Regions from separate parts of the Mus musculus genome. Here all the other regions are linked to region 4. The links are chromatin contacts, called in public ChIA-PET and HiChIP or PLAC-seq maps. All regions are on one chromosome and are shown on one strand. The core of a region is the stretch at or near the end of the contact, and the rest is flanking DNA. Distances in the headings are between cores, read along the strand shown. Region 1 overlaps Hivep2 (human immunodeficiency virus type I enhancer binding protein 2). Region 2 overlaps Hivep2 (human immunodeficiency virus type I enhancer binding protein 2). Region 3 overlaps Hivep2 (human immunodeficiency virus type I enhancer binding protein 2). Region 4 holds the start of Pex3 (peroxisomal biogenesis factor 3).

Region 1 (3,395 bases), core at 877-3,376, 430 kb after region 4:
CATGTCTTAGATCAGCTTAAGGTTCATAGCAAATTGAGCAGATAGATATTTCTCATTCAGCTTACCTGTGTGTATACTGCTGCCTCCCCGCTTCAGTTAGTGAGGAAGACCTGCTACTCCAAAGATTTATATTGAGAAATTACCATTGCTGAAGGTCATCATGTAAGGCTGTAAATGTCTCTTATCATGTCCTGCGAAACACTGCATAGTTGAAATGTTAGAGACGGTGGTTCAGTGCCTTCATACTGGTTTGTCATGAGAACAGAAGTTATCATTTTTTCTTGTAATTAACAATCTATCTCATTAGCAAACTGAAAGGAAACTATTTCAGTTTTTATTTCATAATAATTATACAATACCTTATGGTCTTATTTTTAACCACTGTTAACCTTAACCCACTGACTTGTAGAATTACCCAGGGTTATCATGGTTATGGCTTGAAACGAAATACAAGTCTGGAAATTGAGGCTAAAGAAAAAAAAAAATCAGTGGCTTAAAAACTATAAATCGATCATTTTTCCCTTAAAATATTTTGGTCCTGTTTTTTGTTGTTATTATCCAGGGTAAGAGCAAGACCAAATAGATCTTAGGAGACTTTTAAGAAATAAATTACGAGCATTAAAGACCTCAGTAGGTGGAAGTTTATGCTGTGCAGTGGGTATTTAATGAGAACATAGCATTTCCTGTTTGTCTTCGACTTCATTGGAGGTGCGCAGTATGGAAATCAGCTTTCATTTCTGCCATGTGTCAGTTGTTTAAGGAATCAATATTGGAGATAAAAAGTGGGGCTCGAGGGGAGGAAGGGGGAGGGCAGGCAACTTTTGATGCTTTAAAAGATTCCTGGTAGCCAGGTGTGGTGGCGGACGCCTTTAATCCCAGCACTTGGGAGGCAGAGGCAGGTGGATTTCTGAGTTTGAGGCCAGCCTGGTCTACAAAGTGAGTTCCAGAACAGCCAGGGCTATACAGAGAAACCCTGTCTCGAAAAACAAAACAAAACAAAACAAAACAAACAAAAAAAAGATTCCTGGTAGAGAGTCCTATTAGGGAAACTGCAATCAGGATCGGGCAAGGAAAGTGCTTCTTCAGCCTCTGAAGATGCATGCCTCTTCTTGCTGGGGCCGGGCGGGGGTTGGTGGGCGGGAGTTGAGTCCTGCAGGACCGTAAGGCGTCAGGTGGCCTCTTGTGGGACTGCAGACCCGGGAGGCGCAGCGTTGCAGCGGGAGTCTCAGCGCACGCCCCCGCCTGCGAGCCCCCGCCCTGCCGGCAGCTGACCTTTGGCCCAGGGGCGGCCATCCGAAGGCGCTGACTGCGATGACGTCTCCCTGGCTGTCAGTGCACAACAGGAAATGCTCTCCGCCTCCCCACTTCCTGCCTGGAGAAAGTGGGGCTCGCTGCTCTAGCAGCCGGCCTAGTTTCGGGGCCCATGCGGAGCACCCTGGTTGCGCAAGGGCTCTGGGTGCAAGGCCTGGCAGGGGCTGCCTGGGCGGAAAGCCAGGGTGAGCACTGGCCGCGGACCGCCCAGCCTGGGGACCCCGAGCATCCGGAGGGGTCCCGGAAAGGAGGCCCCAGTGCTGAATAATGCTGACCTCACAGGGCCTCTGTTGATTCTCTGTTGTAAAGCCCTGACAGGAAGCCTCCTCTTTAACCCTCCTTCCAAAGGCCACCTTTGACTTTGTTGTGGAAATACTGACAAGGGCATCTGGGGCAAAACCTAAATATCAGGCCTGGGGACCCTGCAGGACAGACCCCTTCATAGTCATTTAAGCCATTGTTTAGGTAAAGTGAGGTTTTCTTTTCTTTCTGTGTGTTTTTTTTTTTTAAATATGAACCATTTTGCAAACTTAGGACAGTAATACATCAGTAGCTGTGGATGTATTATCTCGAATTTGCAGATATTTTGCTGATCTCTTTCTCCCTGGTAGACTTCAAACAACGGAAACCAAAGCACGTCAACCTAGGCTTATTAATAAGACATGTTTACATAACCCTTGAAACTGCATTTTAGAACGATATACAATCTATAATTTAGTACCGCGGATGCCCGTGTCGCGCATGCTTGCCAGTACGATAAAGGGAAGAGCCGTCAGCTAAGCAAGCATTGTGCTTATTTCCCTGGCTGACTCATGAATAGGCTTTGTCATGGGAGACTGTTCTTCTGGCCACACGGCCAAAATGCCAAAGTTCACTGGGAGGTCTACTGAGGTTTCTTATGTCAAACACTTGACAGAGTTTTAGTTAGATGAAAATACTGTGTAGTAGTTTCTATTAAACCCCAGGAATATTGTGGAACACGCACTTTACTCTCTGTGTTCTGCTACACTGACCTATGCTTTTGAAAGCGTAGCTTAAATGTCCTCACATGATTAGCCCATGTGTGTAGCATATGATGTCATTAGCCTTGGGAACTGTCAACTGATTTATGCAGTGAAGAACTTTAAGGCTATTTGAGAAGAGTTTTAAGTAAGACCTGTGGGTCTTGAAATCATGTCTTTGGTTTGTTTGTTTGCTTGCTTGCTTGTTTTTTTCTTTCTGGTGTGTATCTGTGGGAGGATAGTTTTGTTTCTTTTGAACTTCTACAGATTATAGAAGGCTACTCAGGGAAATAAACTTGGAGCATAAAAATCAGGGCAAGTTGTAGTTGAGGGGGGCTGACATCATTGTGTAGGCATTACCACATGCTAGCACACCTTATCAAACACAGAGCCTAAAGAATGTTAGGCAAGCTTGCTACCACTCAGCTGCACCCATGATGCAATCTTGATTGTTTAACAATTTGAAGAGCAAACAAGACCATGGGAATTAAAATCTCAGTGGAATAGAAGAATGTTACATTAGTAAAAGATTAAATTTGGGAGGTGATTTTCTTGTCCTTGTACTGACATAGGCAGGAGGTACATTGGATGTCCTGTAAACTATTGAAGTACATGTGAATTTCATCTTTGAGGTTACACTATGTTTGAGCCCATTGTCCATTGCTTTTCTGTATGATTTAACCACTTCTAAATCCAGCTTGTCCGTGTATGACATTAGCATTATGCAGATATTTATTTAGTAGTCGATTAATAAGGATCAATTACTCCAGATTTGAATTAACAATAATCTCCAGTTTTTATGCACCTTCTTGTTCGAGGTGCTAAGTAGGATCCTTAGACTCATTAACTAAATCTCATAATTGTCAGGAGAGTAACATACACTTGTGTGAAAACCATTTTATGAGGAGCCCTTCTGAGTGGTACCAAATTAGAATTTTTATAATATTTATCCAAACCAACATTTGATCTATATTTGTGGCTCAAATATATGTGCTTCATTTCATCCATGAATAGATATGCCTAGTTTGGAGGAAATACTTTTTTTTTAAAAAAAGATTGTATGTATGTATGTTTGTATGTATG
Region 2 (3,473 bases), core at 345-2,844, 490 kb after region 4:
GGCCAGAGGTTGACATTTCTCAACACTCTCCACCTTGATTTTTGAGATGGGGTTTCTCACTGAACCCAGTGTTTGTAGAGTAGGCTAGAGTAAGAGAATGAATGCGCTTGCTTCCATTTTTCCTCCATCCCAGTTCTAGAGTAGCCAAAATTGTGCTTGACGTCTTTTGCAGGCTCTGAAGATTCAAACTGGGACCTCCACTTTTCCTCACTCCTTCAAAACGAAGATTTTAATTTCCCCTGGAGTCCCCTGTCTTCATTGACTTTTAAAGAAAACATTTTAAAAGTTTTAAAGAAAAACAGCTTCAAAGTCGCAATATTAGATCAAGGAGCTATAGGCAGAAATCTGTTCCTAATTGTGACTTTTTTCTTCCAGATTTAAAAAAAAAATAGATTGTGTACTTGACTAACTCCAAAGTTGTCAGTCAAAAGTGACTTTCCTGTCACAGATCATCCGGTGTTTGCTGAGCGGCTATTGCCGCATGCAACCTCTCAGAGCTCTTGGTCTGTGAGAAAGGCAGATGCAAAGGAACGCAGGATGAGGGATTCCAGAGACGTGGTGACCAGAATGTAGGCAGAGGAGGGGAGACACAGGTCATCGGAAGTCGGAGTGGGAGGCTGGAGGCCGGGCTGAGTGCTCAGGAAGTACTCACCCATTGCTTGCTGTTACCTAGGCTCAGCCTGGGGGGCTGCTGGCTTCAGTGATGCACACATTCTGTTGCACCCCTCCCCCACTCCCCCAGGAGGCAGACACAGATCATCCTTCTCATTCACGTGTGTGTGTGTGTGTGTGTGTGTGTGTGTGTGTGTGTGTGTGTATGTGTGTATGTGTGTGTGTGTGTGAGAGAGAGAGAGAGACAGACAGACAGACAGACAGACAGACAGGGATGCACAAATGCAGCTATGTGCTTCCGTGCACACACACGCCCCCTGTAAGTTTGTGGAGGGTCTGGGAGGAATTGACTTTAGAACAGGGTCTTGACTGAGGTGGTGGGGGTCAAGCAGAGCAGCCATGCTGTTTTGTACCTTAAACATGTCCTTAAACGTCCCTGGAAAAAGAAAGCAGCCTTTTCCAGTGAGGGAGAAGGACGCCTCTCCATGGTTATAAGTAGATGCTAGGTTGGCATTTCATACTTGCTTTTTTTTTTTAAAAATAGATTCGTAACTATTTTTTTAACCAGACTCTTAACTGTGGGATTTGCTTAGCAAACCTGAGTTGCAATTCCACTTGTAAGTGGTCTTCTCCCCCAAACTGCCATTTCTGGTGTCAGCTACAAGGACCTAGCACAGAGCTTGCAGCACCTCCCTAGCTCAGGCCCAGCTCCAAGGTCAGCTTTCTGAGTTGAGGCTGCGGGGAAGTTCATGCCGAATCCCCAAGTCCTGTCTCAGCCAAGGTGAGGCCTTGGCTAGGAATGGACAAACCCCACCTGACACACACAGACACACACACACACACACACACACACACACACACTACCCATGGTTAGGTGTTTACAGCATCTAATCTTCAGCAATTAAAGAGAAGAAGTGTGGGTGGGGTAAAAAATAGCAATACCCACATTGTGAAGTCTTTGAGAAAAACAGGAAACTAGTCTTTTTTAACCAGTGATGCCCAGAACTGGTTATTGCAAAGAGCTTGTTTTCCTAATGTGATGTGGTCAGCCCAGCTGTGGCAGAAGTTGAATTCTGCTCATTATGACGGGCGTCTGTGGATTCATTTAGCTGACAAACCTATAGACAGGCGAGCATAATTATCAGTGGTAACCTGGTCATTATGGCCGGATGGTGTTTGGGGAAACAATGTGCCCCAGTCCTGAAAGCCGGTGAGAACATATGAAATAAGAACATTTGACCGACCCAGAGTTATTTCCAGGAGTTGTAAACGAACCAGGCCTGTTTGTTGTAAAGGAGCTGATAGAGTTTCTGTCTTCATTATTTTATTTTATTTTATTTTAATTTTTAAGTTGACAGGCAGCACTGGGTGTTAGTATATATCATTTTGTGACTTGCTCATCAGCCCAAGCTTCATGTACAATGTTTTAAACTTCTCGTTGTTGGCACCCAGTGTCTGGTTTCAGTTAAATCAGTTGAGAATTAAAAGTGGGGTCAGAAATGACTTTCATCCTCCTCAAGGTCACATGGATTCCCTTGCCTTGGTGGGCAGTGCAGAAAGGAACGACCTTGGGGAACACGATTTAGGCAATTGTCAGCTAGACTTTTGGCCTTGAGGAAAGTGTAGGCTGCTTCAGAACCAAAGCAAAAGGAGAAATCCCCATGGTCTCCACTGCAGTCTTTCACTGGGTTAGTGTCAGACAGGCGGAGGAGGCTTCCCCTCTACTTCCTGCTGTGGGTTCTGGGTCACTGGGGAGCCCATCTCCACCAGCCCTCTCTGCAGACTGTTTCTCAGTGGCGGTGTCATCTCAGGGATGAAGGGGGGCTAGACTTTTTCAACTGCTTATTGTTTTGTTTTGGGTTTTTTTTTTTTTTTTTTTTTTTTTTTGGTTGCCAAGCCAAGCTTTGGGTCTGTGTAGTGGAGGCTTTACGCTTGCCTGTTTGTATCAGACTTTACAGTTGTCTCTTTAATAAGTAAGCTACTCGCCCTTCTCTTTTGTGAAGCCTGTTTTCAGTGCATGATCCAGGCAGCATGCCTGGGATTAGCAGTGCCCCCTCTCCAGCTGACTGCCCAGGCAGTTCCAAAAAAGGCAATCGTCCCTGCTATTGATTTCTGTGGAGCATCAGTCATGTTGGAGTTATTTACCACGAGAGAGGAGTAAGCGTCTTGCATCTGTCTCTTAGGTTTAACACAAGGGCACTGTACAGCAAGCCTGTCTCCATTCTGATCTAAGGAGATATTTTTTCCTCTCCTTGGAGGCAGCTTGGCCAGGGCAGTTAAGTGGATCTGGGGAGTATGAAGGTCTTGGTTTTTTAACCCCTTGCTGCTTCTTAGTGAAAAGGGAGGACAGTGGATGGATGCTGTCTGCCACTTAGCCCTTCCCAGGATGTGGTAAAGTAATGAGATAATAGTTGTTGAGTACACTCAAACGCAGATGAGAGATAGTTCTAAAAGTGCCAGCCCTTACTGGGGGGAAAAAAGCTAACAACAGAACTAGCAAACAAACATGTTTTATCAAGACTCAGATTTCAAATGCATCTTAAAATCTGGTGTTTCTGTGGGGAAAACAAAGCCCTGGGGCATTATGATAATGTTGAAGTGGCAGGAAAAAAAAAATGGATTGGTATTGCATTCACTTTGTACACGCTTCCATGGTGGTTTCTGTACATTTTCATGTTTAAAAATATAATAAAATTATTTCCATGCTCCTAAGAATGTACCTTCGGCACTACCCCATCTTGACAGCTCCCTTTAAGCCTATGAATGGAGCACAATATAAAAAACTTGGGCTGTGGTGTTGGAAAAGGACTGGAGTCCCAGGATCTATGTAGGGTAGCTAGCTCACAACCACCTCTTAACTC
Region 3 (3,388 bases), core at 148-2,647, 460 kb after region 4:
AGGTGTCACCTTTGCTGTTCCAGAGAAGTCAGATACTTCTAAAACAAAAGCCCGCAATGCTCTGTCAGAGTGACAGTCTTGTTGCTAAGAGCCCTTTGCTAGTCGTGTAGGCAGGGCAGCCAGTAACATCAGGTACTGAGATCAACTCTATCACAGATCCCTTCTGTGTGGCTGATAAATTTGCATGACAACAGTGGAAATCTGCATTATTCGGAGAATCGCCAAGTAAGGCTAACAAGGAGGAGGACATAGCAAGCAGGCGAGGTGTTCAAATCCTGAGGCTGAATTTTAGGGTCTGTGATAGCCAGTTTCCTTCATTGTTCGCCGTAGGAAACTTGGAGGGGAACATTTTTAGATATTCAGATAGAAAATATGTCAAAATCCAGCCTTTTCTGATCTGCAAGCTGCACATATGTTTGAGTAGGATGGGAAAGGAACAAATAACTTGAATTATTATTATAATTGTGATACACGTAAAAAGATATTTTTCTCCTCATAAAACAACAACAACAACAACAACAACCTAACAATCCAGGCTTTATGCCATCATTAATATTTTGTCACTTGCTTGGTTAAGATCTCATCATTTCTTATTTTCATGCACCCATTTGTTGAACAGTGGTCATGCTCATGAGCTATTAATCTTAATGAGCACATAAATGTTCCACATGTAGCAGGTGTATGTAACACACACCATAATTATTCCTATAAATGATCCAACCACTTCTGAACAATTATAACCGCAAAGACAGGGAGCAGAATGTCAGCTTCTGTGGTGTACCTTGTTATTAAGTTTTATTCCACTTAAAAGCATGTTTTCCAGAGACAAAAGATTCACAACTGCAGTTTGTACTATTTTCCTACCTTCAGTTGAGGAAACAGCCATGACTATGGATCTCCTGTGGCGACTATGTATCTCCTGTGGTGACTATGTATCTCCTGTGGTGACAATGTATCTCTGGACTGCTTGAGTCTAATGTTCTTAGGCCATGTGTGTTATAAGCAGAAATTGTGCTTTGAAAGTTGTGAGTAGAATTAACAATGCTGTGGCATTTTGTGAGATGGCTGGTTGGTACTGTTTGATGCTTAGAAAGAGATGCTAAAACTTACTAAACAGCTTGTTACGGTGGGAGCATGTTTAAAGCAACTATTCCTGGTTCTGTCTGTTGAACTTAAACTTCAGCCACTTACTGTGGCACATTGACTTCAGGTCTGTTGTAAGAAAGTCTAAATGTAGGCTGTTGAATAATCCCTTTGAGGGCCCTGTGACTATTTTTATGCCTGGATATGCGTCATCAGTGGGTATTTTCTCTGGTGACTCGCTTACATCAGGTCTCCTTCCATACATTCTCCCAGCGAGTGACTTATGATTGATGGGAGCCACGGCTGTTGTTTAGCTTTATCTGTGACCTCAGCGAGTGGACAACAGGAATTTCCAGGCTGTTAAATTCCCTGCATGCCTGAAGACAGGGGCTCACGGTGTTGATCAAGGCAGGTAGTGAGGGATATTATTCACCAGTGATGACGGGGGAGGGACAGAAGAAGAAGGGGGAGGGAGAAAGAGGGGAAGGGAGGGGAATTCCTTTTGTGAACAGCCGAATCCCTGGCTCAGCTCTTTCCTTAGCTCTTCGCTGTGGCTGCCTGTGGGGAAAGGTGCATTTCCGGACCGAGAAAGTGGATAGTTAGAACCCCCGCTGTGGGCAGCTGGGGGAGGAGGGTGGCAACTCTGGGTTGGATAGAGCTGCATAGGATTCTAATTAGTTAAGAGGTTGCCTTTCATATCTGCTGGAAAGATCCATGAGCAGCTGAATTGTTGTTGCTGTTGTTAGCCATGAATAAGAGCAGAGGTTCTAAATTTTAAGATGTTGAGTAGGCACAGTGATAAGAATTTTGTGTTTGAGTTTAGTTGGCTATCCATGTAGCACTGATTTTATTTTTTAACCTGCACCTTATTTTGACAAGCTATGGAGACCTGTGCATTTGTGTATATGTGTGGAGATGAATTATAACTAACACACAGGAATTTTTAATTTGCTTCCTTTCCCACTTTTTTTTTTCTTTCGAACGAATGTAAGATTACTAAACTGTAGCCAGATTGGCCCCAATATCTAAAACGCTGTGTGTGCTCTCCCCCAAATGGTCTGTCTGTCTGTCTCCACACCACTTCTTTCCTCCTCTTTATCTTCCTGTCTTTATCATTTCCTCCTGCTACTTGTTTGCAGAAGTGATTCCCAATTTCCTGTGGCGTGAAGGAAGGCGGGGCTTAAGCAGGTGGGTGGGGGTCACATGTGAGGCAGGGCACACTAGGCTGCCTCTGTGGGTGGCGATCTTTCTGGTGATGATTTTGGTTTCTTTAAATGCCAATTAGACAAAATGTAAACACTCTTTTTACTGAAATGCAATTATAACATTTACTCATTTAGGTAGAATTACTTTTCTGGTCTTTTAAGACGATTTCCACTATGAAAAGAAATTACTGATTTTGCTTACCAATTTTGTTATTTCCCCCACACACCCCTTCCAAAATCAGGGCATTTTCTCTTAATGTAGCATTACCAGTCTTACTGCAACAACTTTCTTGATAGTTTGCTTCCTAGGAACCAAATTAGGAGATAATCTCTGCCTCTGGTACCCTGAGAAAGAAGTGTGGGGTGAAGAAACTGTCTGGAAGTATTTTATTCATAGCTCTTTGGTTTCATTCTGTTCCATGAAGTGGGCATGGGACATTTTGTAATTATTTTTGTCTCTTCCTTTCACATGAGCCTTCCTAATGGCAAAAACCTATCACCTGCCAAGTCATGTTGTTTCAGTTTTGGTCATTTAAAATTCGAATGACTGTAGGAGAAAGAAAGAGAGGCAGGTGCCAGGCAAAGCTCACCTACCCAAACCCTTTCCTTTCCCTTTGAGAACTCGCTCCTTGGAGAAGCAGGGTGACTCACAAGCAAGCAATTTATCGCTTGAAACTTGTGAGAGATTGAAATTCAGAGCTAGGGGTTTTGAGTCATTGGTAATCGAATAAATTAAGCTTCCTTAATGCATCTGATTAGAAAGAAATCACTTAAACATGGGTGAAGCCCTCTTGGTTGATTCCATTGAAGTATCTCCCAGGTGTCACTGGCAACTCGATTTGCTTTTTGAGGAGTGACAGTGTGTGGAAAGATCCATCTGAGGGGTAGGATGCGTCTATTCTCCTGTGCTCTGTGGTGTAGGGGGTGTCCTAAGGAGGTATACAGTTCTCCCTTTCTTCAAAATGAATGTATGCTTTTATGTGGAGGAGTGGGAGCGCAGAACCAAACACGGAGGAGGGCTATGCATTTTTCATTAAAAATACATTTCACAGAAGAATATAATTTGTGTGGGAGGGAATAGCTGCTTGTCCCTTGATTGC
Region 4 (3,216 bases), core at 125-2,624:
TAATATTGGTACAATTTATATACCTTAGATATTAGAGACTGGAGGTAATATAAAACACATTGTATCTATAAAGTATTTCCTATAAAATATGAACTATTATTCATTTGTGCTATACCTCAGAGATATGCAGAATGTGGTTACTGTTTTACAAATGTCCTAATATTTTAAGTCATATTATGATATATTTATACACACACACACATAGATCAGAGGATAGTGGTAACAGTTCTTAAAACTCAAGTTTTAAAAATTCTTTTAAACTCCCTTTTTGTGTTGTTCAAAAGATTCCCTTCTTAAAATCCCATAATTATTAACTGAGGGTTGTCTTTCCAAGACAAAGGGTTTAAAGCAGTGTGTGTGTGTGTGTGTGTGTGTGTTGCTCCTTCCCTGGGACCCAATGCAGTCAGCCTAGGCAAGCACTCTACCACAAAGTTACAATTCCAGCATCAAGATTTTTATCCTGTTTCTAACTTTCCTCTCAGCCAGTGAACTCAACTATATCACCAAAATGGATCATGACCACAACCTTGCCAGTCCTGACAACACTGCAGAATAAGCACTGTGTTGATATATAGTTTGTACTTTACAATTGGAGAACAGAAATTATCTGCTGTATATTTTACAGCAACATGCTGTTTTCGGTTTACCTTTAAACACCACCTCAAAGAGCAGACTTAAGATAATGGCCCTAGAATATTTCGAAACTCGTGTGAAAGGTTGAAAGCAGAGTTGACAAACAGAATGAAAATCTAACAGGAAAGCAAAAGAAGAAAATTGGAAGGCAAATGTATCTATCTATACGAGAATAGTGCTTTGAAAAGAAACTTCATTGGGGTAGACTCTTGAAGGCCCATGGGGAGAAAAAGGACGGGGGCAGAGTGAGGGGCAAAGGGCACAGAGATCCAGATAAAAGAACTTTAGAGGTTCTTCTTTGACGGTTGAGCCAATCCCTTCGACAAATCCCAGTTTGGTATCAGTGGGCCCTGCCTGTTTTTATAAGTCACCTCTGTCACTCCTTTCTGCCAATGGCCCCTTCTAAAAAGCATGTTGTCACTCACCTCCGAGGACTGTGCCCAGGAAGATGCATTTCTTTTTGTGACGTTTCAGAAAATTCCACATTGATCTCAGCATCTCCAGACCCCGTGTTGTGTGGGTTGCCTAGGGGAGAGGGGCTGGCTCACCGTGTCTTCCGTCCACCTGGCCTGGACCTCCGGCAGCAGCGCGGTGGCGGCGCTAGGTGCTCTCCAGAAACCACAGACGTTTCTCTGAGCAGAGGTTGTGGCTTAAGCGGAGGAAGGGGGCGTGGACTAGAGCGGAGCAGCGACGCTTTCGGTCCCCCAGCCGCCGCTTACTGATCCGGGACGCCTGGGTCCGTCCGCAAATAGCTCCCGGGTGCCTCGTCTTTTCCCGTCCTCCTGGAAGCAAGGTCCGCTCCCGCCGCGTTCCGCTGTCCTCTCTTCTCTCGTCCCTCGGCCCGGAGTCTCTGAGCGGCGGAGGTATGGAGGAGAAGGTGGAGTCCACCACTACTCCAGACGGCCCGTGCGTGGTGTCCGTACAGGAGACGGAAAAGTGGATGGAGGAGGCGATGCGAATGGTGAGGAATCGGGCAGGTGGATGCTGAGAGCGCAAACTTTCTCCCGGCCATATCCTGACCAGAGTAGTTGAGCAAATGTGCCGGGCGCGCTATCTATCATGTCTGAAAATACCTGAAGCAGCAACTTGTTTTATTCTAGGGGGAATTTTTCTTTAGCTTTGTCTCATAGTAATTGGGGTGAAGGGAAAATACAGAAACGGTTCGATTGATGTATTACAGGGAGTCTTATCTGCCGCCTGGGGATGTGTGCTCCCTACCTGCCTATCTTCCTTCCCATGTGGACACATACTTTCAAATCCATAAAGCCACATTATTTTATGGCTTGCTCCCATATAATGGGAGGAAGCTGATGTTTCTGTAAAGGGTCATATCAAAACGTGTCCTGGTACAATCCTCACCGATGATGTGTCTACTCTTTCTACGATACTTTTCTCTGCCCTTGTATTCCCTTCCTTCCTGCGATTCTTATAGATTGCTCATCATGGAGAGCTCTGGTCGTATTTTTACATGTTTTCCCAAGCTTATTACCCATATCGATGTGTGGCAGGGATAGACGTTTGTGGCAGGGATATACATACAAACTATGTATGTATACACAGTTTGATGCTGGGTTTTCATTCTGTGAACATGGAACACCAATTTGTTTACAGCATTGTAAAGGCCTTAAAACTGAGCTCAGCCTTTGGTGTGGGGATATTATTTTTGTTTATTCTTTTACAAAATTAAAATATCTCACCTTTTTATTCTAATGGTTACAGAAGTTCACCTTCATAAGAAATTAAAATCTAGAAGACAGAAACATGTTTTCCACCCCACGCCCCCAGACAAATGGCATAATGCATTCTTTTAATTTTTTAATTAACATCTTTTTTTTTTTTTTTTTTTTTTTTGGTCATCTTTCTCAGAGCTCGGGGTGGGAAGAAGAGAGCCTTTGTTCATCAGTTGTCGAGTTGAGAATTTGTTGGTTTAAGGAAGATCAAGTCACCATTTCAGTGGCAGAGCTTTGGCCTCTTCCAAAGAAGGCCAGCTTCTTAAGTTCAAATCCATCTAAACAGTTAGACCTATTTGACTCAACTCTTTTGCATTTGTGACAAAGGGAAGGGACAGACTGGAAGAAATGGGAGGGGCAATGGAAAGTCTGAGACTGGGTGGAGTGTTGTGGATTTTCAGCCTCAAGCTTTGAACTTGTCCATAGAGGAAATGCATGCACATTTGCATGTATTTGCCCTGGGAAGCAGTTCTTCTCAATCAACCCCCATAGACTGCTTTCCTAGAGCTTCACTTTCTCTCAATGGCCGTTGCATCTGCTCAGCCACTCACCAGCATCCTGGCCTACAAGCTGTGCCTTAGCAATTATGTTGTATGTCTCTTTAAGGTAGCCCTATCATTTCTAGTGAGATAAATTTGCTGGAAGGAGAGAGAGAGAGAGAGAGAGAGAGAGAGAGAGAGAGAGAGAGAGAGAACGAACCCAGAGGAACTAGGTACCAAGAAGCCCAGTCCTCCGTTGACCTGGAAGTAGAGAAAGGCTGCCAAGACAGCAATGTTCTGCAGCATGTTGGGTGCACAGTGGATAAAGCTCTTGACACTCCCTATCTCTTTGCTTCTACCTATGTACTTCCCAC

What was found. ChIA-PET counts read pairs in DNA pulled down with a chosen protein or histone mark. HiChIP or PLAC-seq counts read pairs in DNA pulled down with a chosen protein or histone mark.
Region 1: an H3K4me3 HiChIP or PLAC-seq map of bone marrow-derived macrophages shows a contact between it and region 4, with 4 times the contacts expected there. The contact joins the enhancer-like site here to the promoter of Pex3 in region 4. A contact is called at or near these places in 12 of 39 promoter capture datasets (the C10 cell line, the HPC-7 cell line, HPC-7-derived erythroid cells and 8 more), 1 of 15 datasets of contacts at CTCF or cohesin (the NIH/3T3 cell line), 15 of 484 Hi-C or Micro-C datasets (B cells, the BV-2 cell line, LSK cells and 12 more), 20 of 115 datasets of contacts at active chromatin or transcription factors (the 230-238 cell line, astrocytes, bone marrow-derived macrophages and 13 more) and 5 of 9 other capture datasets (adipose tissue, bone marrow-derived macrophages, embryonic stem cells and 2 more).
Region 2: an RNA polymerase II ChIA-PET map of memory CD8 T cells shows a contact between it and region 4, with 131 read pairs. The contact joins the enhancer-like site here to the promoter of Pex3 in region 4. A contact is called at or near these places in 11 of 39 promoter capture datasets (the 3T3-L1 cell line, 3T3-L1-derived adipocytes, the C10 cell line and 6 more), 4 of 15 datasets of contacts at CTCF or cohesin (the NIH/3T3 cell line, large pre-B cells, pro-B cells and 1 more), 33 of 484 Hi-C or Micro-C datasets (the AtT-20 cell line, B cells, the C10 cell line and 23 more), 30 of 115 datasets of contacts at active chromatin or transcription factors (the 230-238 cell line, T-cell acute lymphoblastic leukemia, acute myeloid leukemia and 20 more) and 5 of 9 other capture datasets (adipose tissue, embryonic stem cells, liver and 2 more).
Region 3: a contact with region 4 is called in an HNF4G HiChIP or PLAC-seq map of pancreatic cancer cells. The contact joins the enhancer-like site here to the promoter of Pex3 in region 4. A contact is called at or near these places in 10 of 39 promoter capture datasets (3T3-L1-derived adipocytes, cranial neural crest, embryonic stem cells and 7 more), 1 of 15 datasets of contacts at CTCF or cohesin (the NIH/3T3 cell line), 7 of 484 Hi-C or Micro-C datasets (CD4 T cells, cortical neurons, forebrain and 3 more), 16 of 115 datasets of contacts at active chromatin or transcription factors (the 230-238 cell line, the NIH/3T3 cell line, astrocytes and 11 more) and 3 of 9 other capture datasets (adipose tissue, embryonic stem cells and liver).

What each region holds. Positions count from the first base shown.
Region 1 is chr10:13,981,710-13,985,104 of GRCm38.p6, forward strand. The region is part of intron 1 of Hivep2 (human immunodeficiency virus type I enhancer binding protein 2); the gene reads left to right. Among named protein-coding and RNA genes, the nearest start is that of Hivep2, 17 kb to the left of the region's middle. Within about 2 kb of position 2,127, at least 300 of the 459 cell types and tissues checked have an H3K27ac peak or open chromatin away from gene starts, as enhancers often do. A contact at or near this core is called in the 230-238 cell line, B cells, the BV-2 cell line and 21 more, where this site is marked.
Region 2 is chr10:14,043,622-14,047,094 of GRCm38.p6, forward strand. All of the region lies in intron 1 of Hivep2 (human immunodeficiency virus type I enhancer binding protein 2), which reads left to right. Among named protein-coding and RNA genes, the nearest start is that of Hivep2, 79 kb to the left of the region's middle. Within about 2 kb of position 1,595, at least 130 of the 459 cell types and tissues checked have an H3K27ac peak or open chromatin away from gene starts, as enhancers often do. A contact at or near this core is called in the 230-238 cell line, B cells, the C2C12 cell line and 21 more, where this site is marked.
Region 3 is chr10:14,016,619-14,020,006 of GRCm38.p6, forward strand. The region is part of intron 1 of Hivep2 (human immunodeficiency virus type I enhancer binding protein 2); the gene reads left to right. Among named protein-coding and RNA genes, the nearest start is that of Hivep2, 52 kb to the left of the region's middle. Within about 2 kb of position 1,398, at least 164 of the 459 cell types and tissues checked have an H3K27ac peak or open chromatin away from gene starts, as enhancers often do. A contact at or near this core is called in the NIH/3T3 cell line, adipose tissue, astrocytes and 12 more, where this site is marked.
Region 4 is chr10:13,551,768-13,554,983 of GRCm38.p6, forward strand. It overlaps Pex3 (peroxisomal biogenesis factor 3), which reads right to left and starts at 1,375. Exons shown (of 12, transcript NM_019961.3): 1 at 1,059-1,375. The coding sequence starts at 1,131. Adat2 (adenosine deaminase, tRNA-specific 2) reads left to right here and starts at 1,140. Exons shown (of 6, transcript NM_025748.4): 1 at 1,140-1,594. The coding sequence starts at 1,499.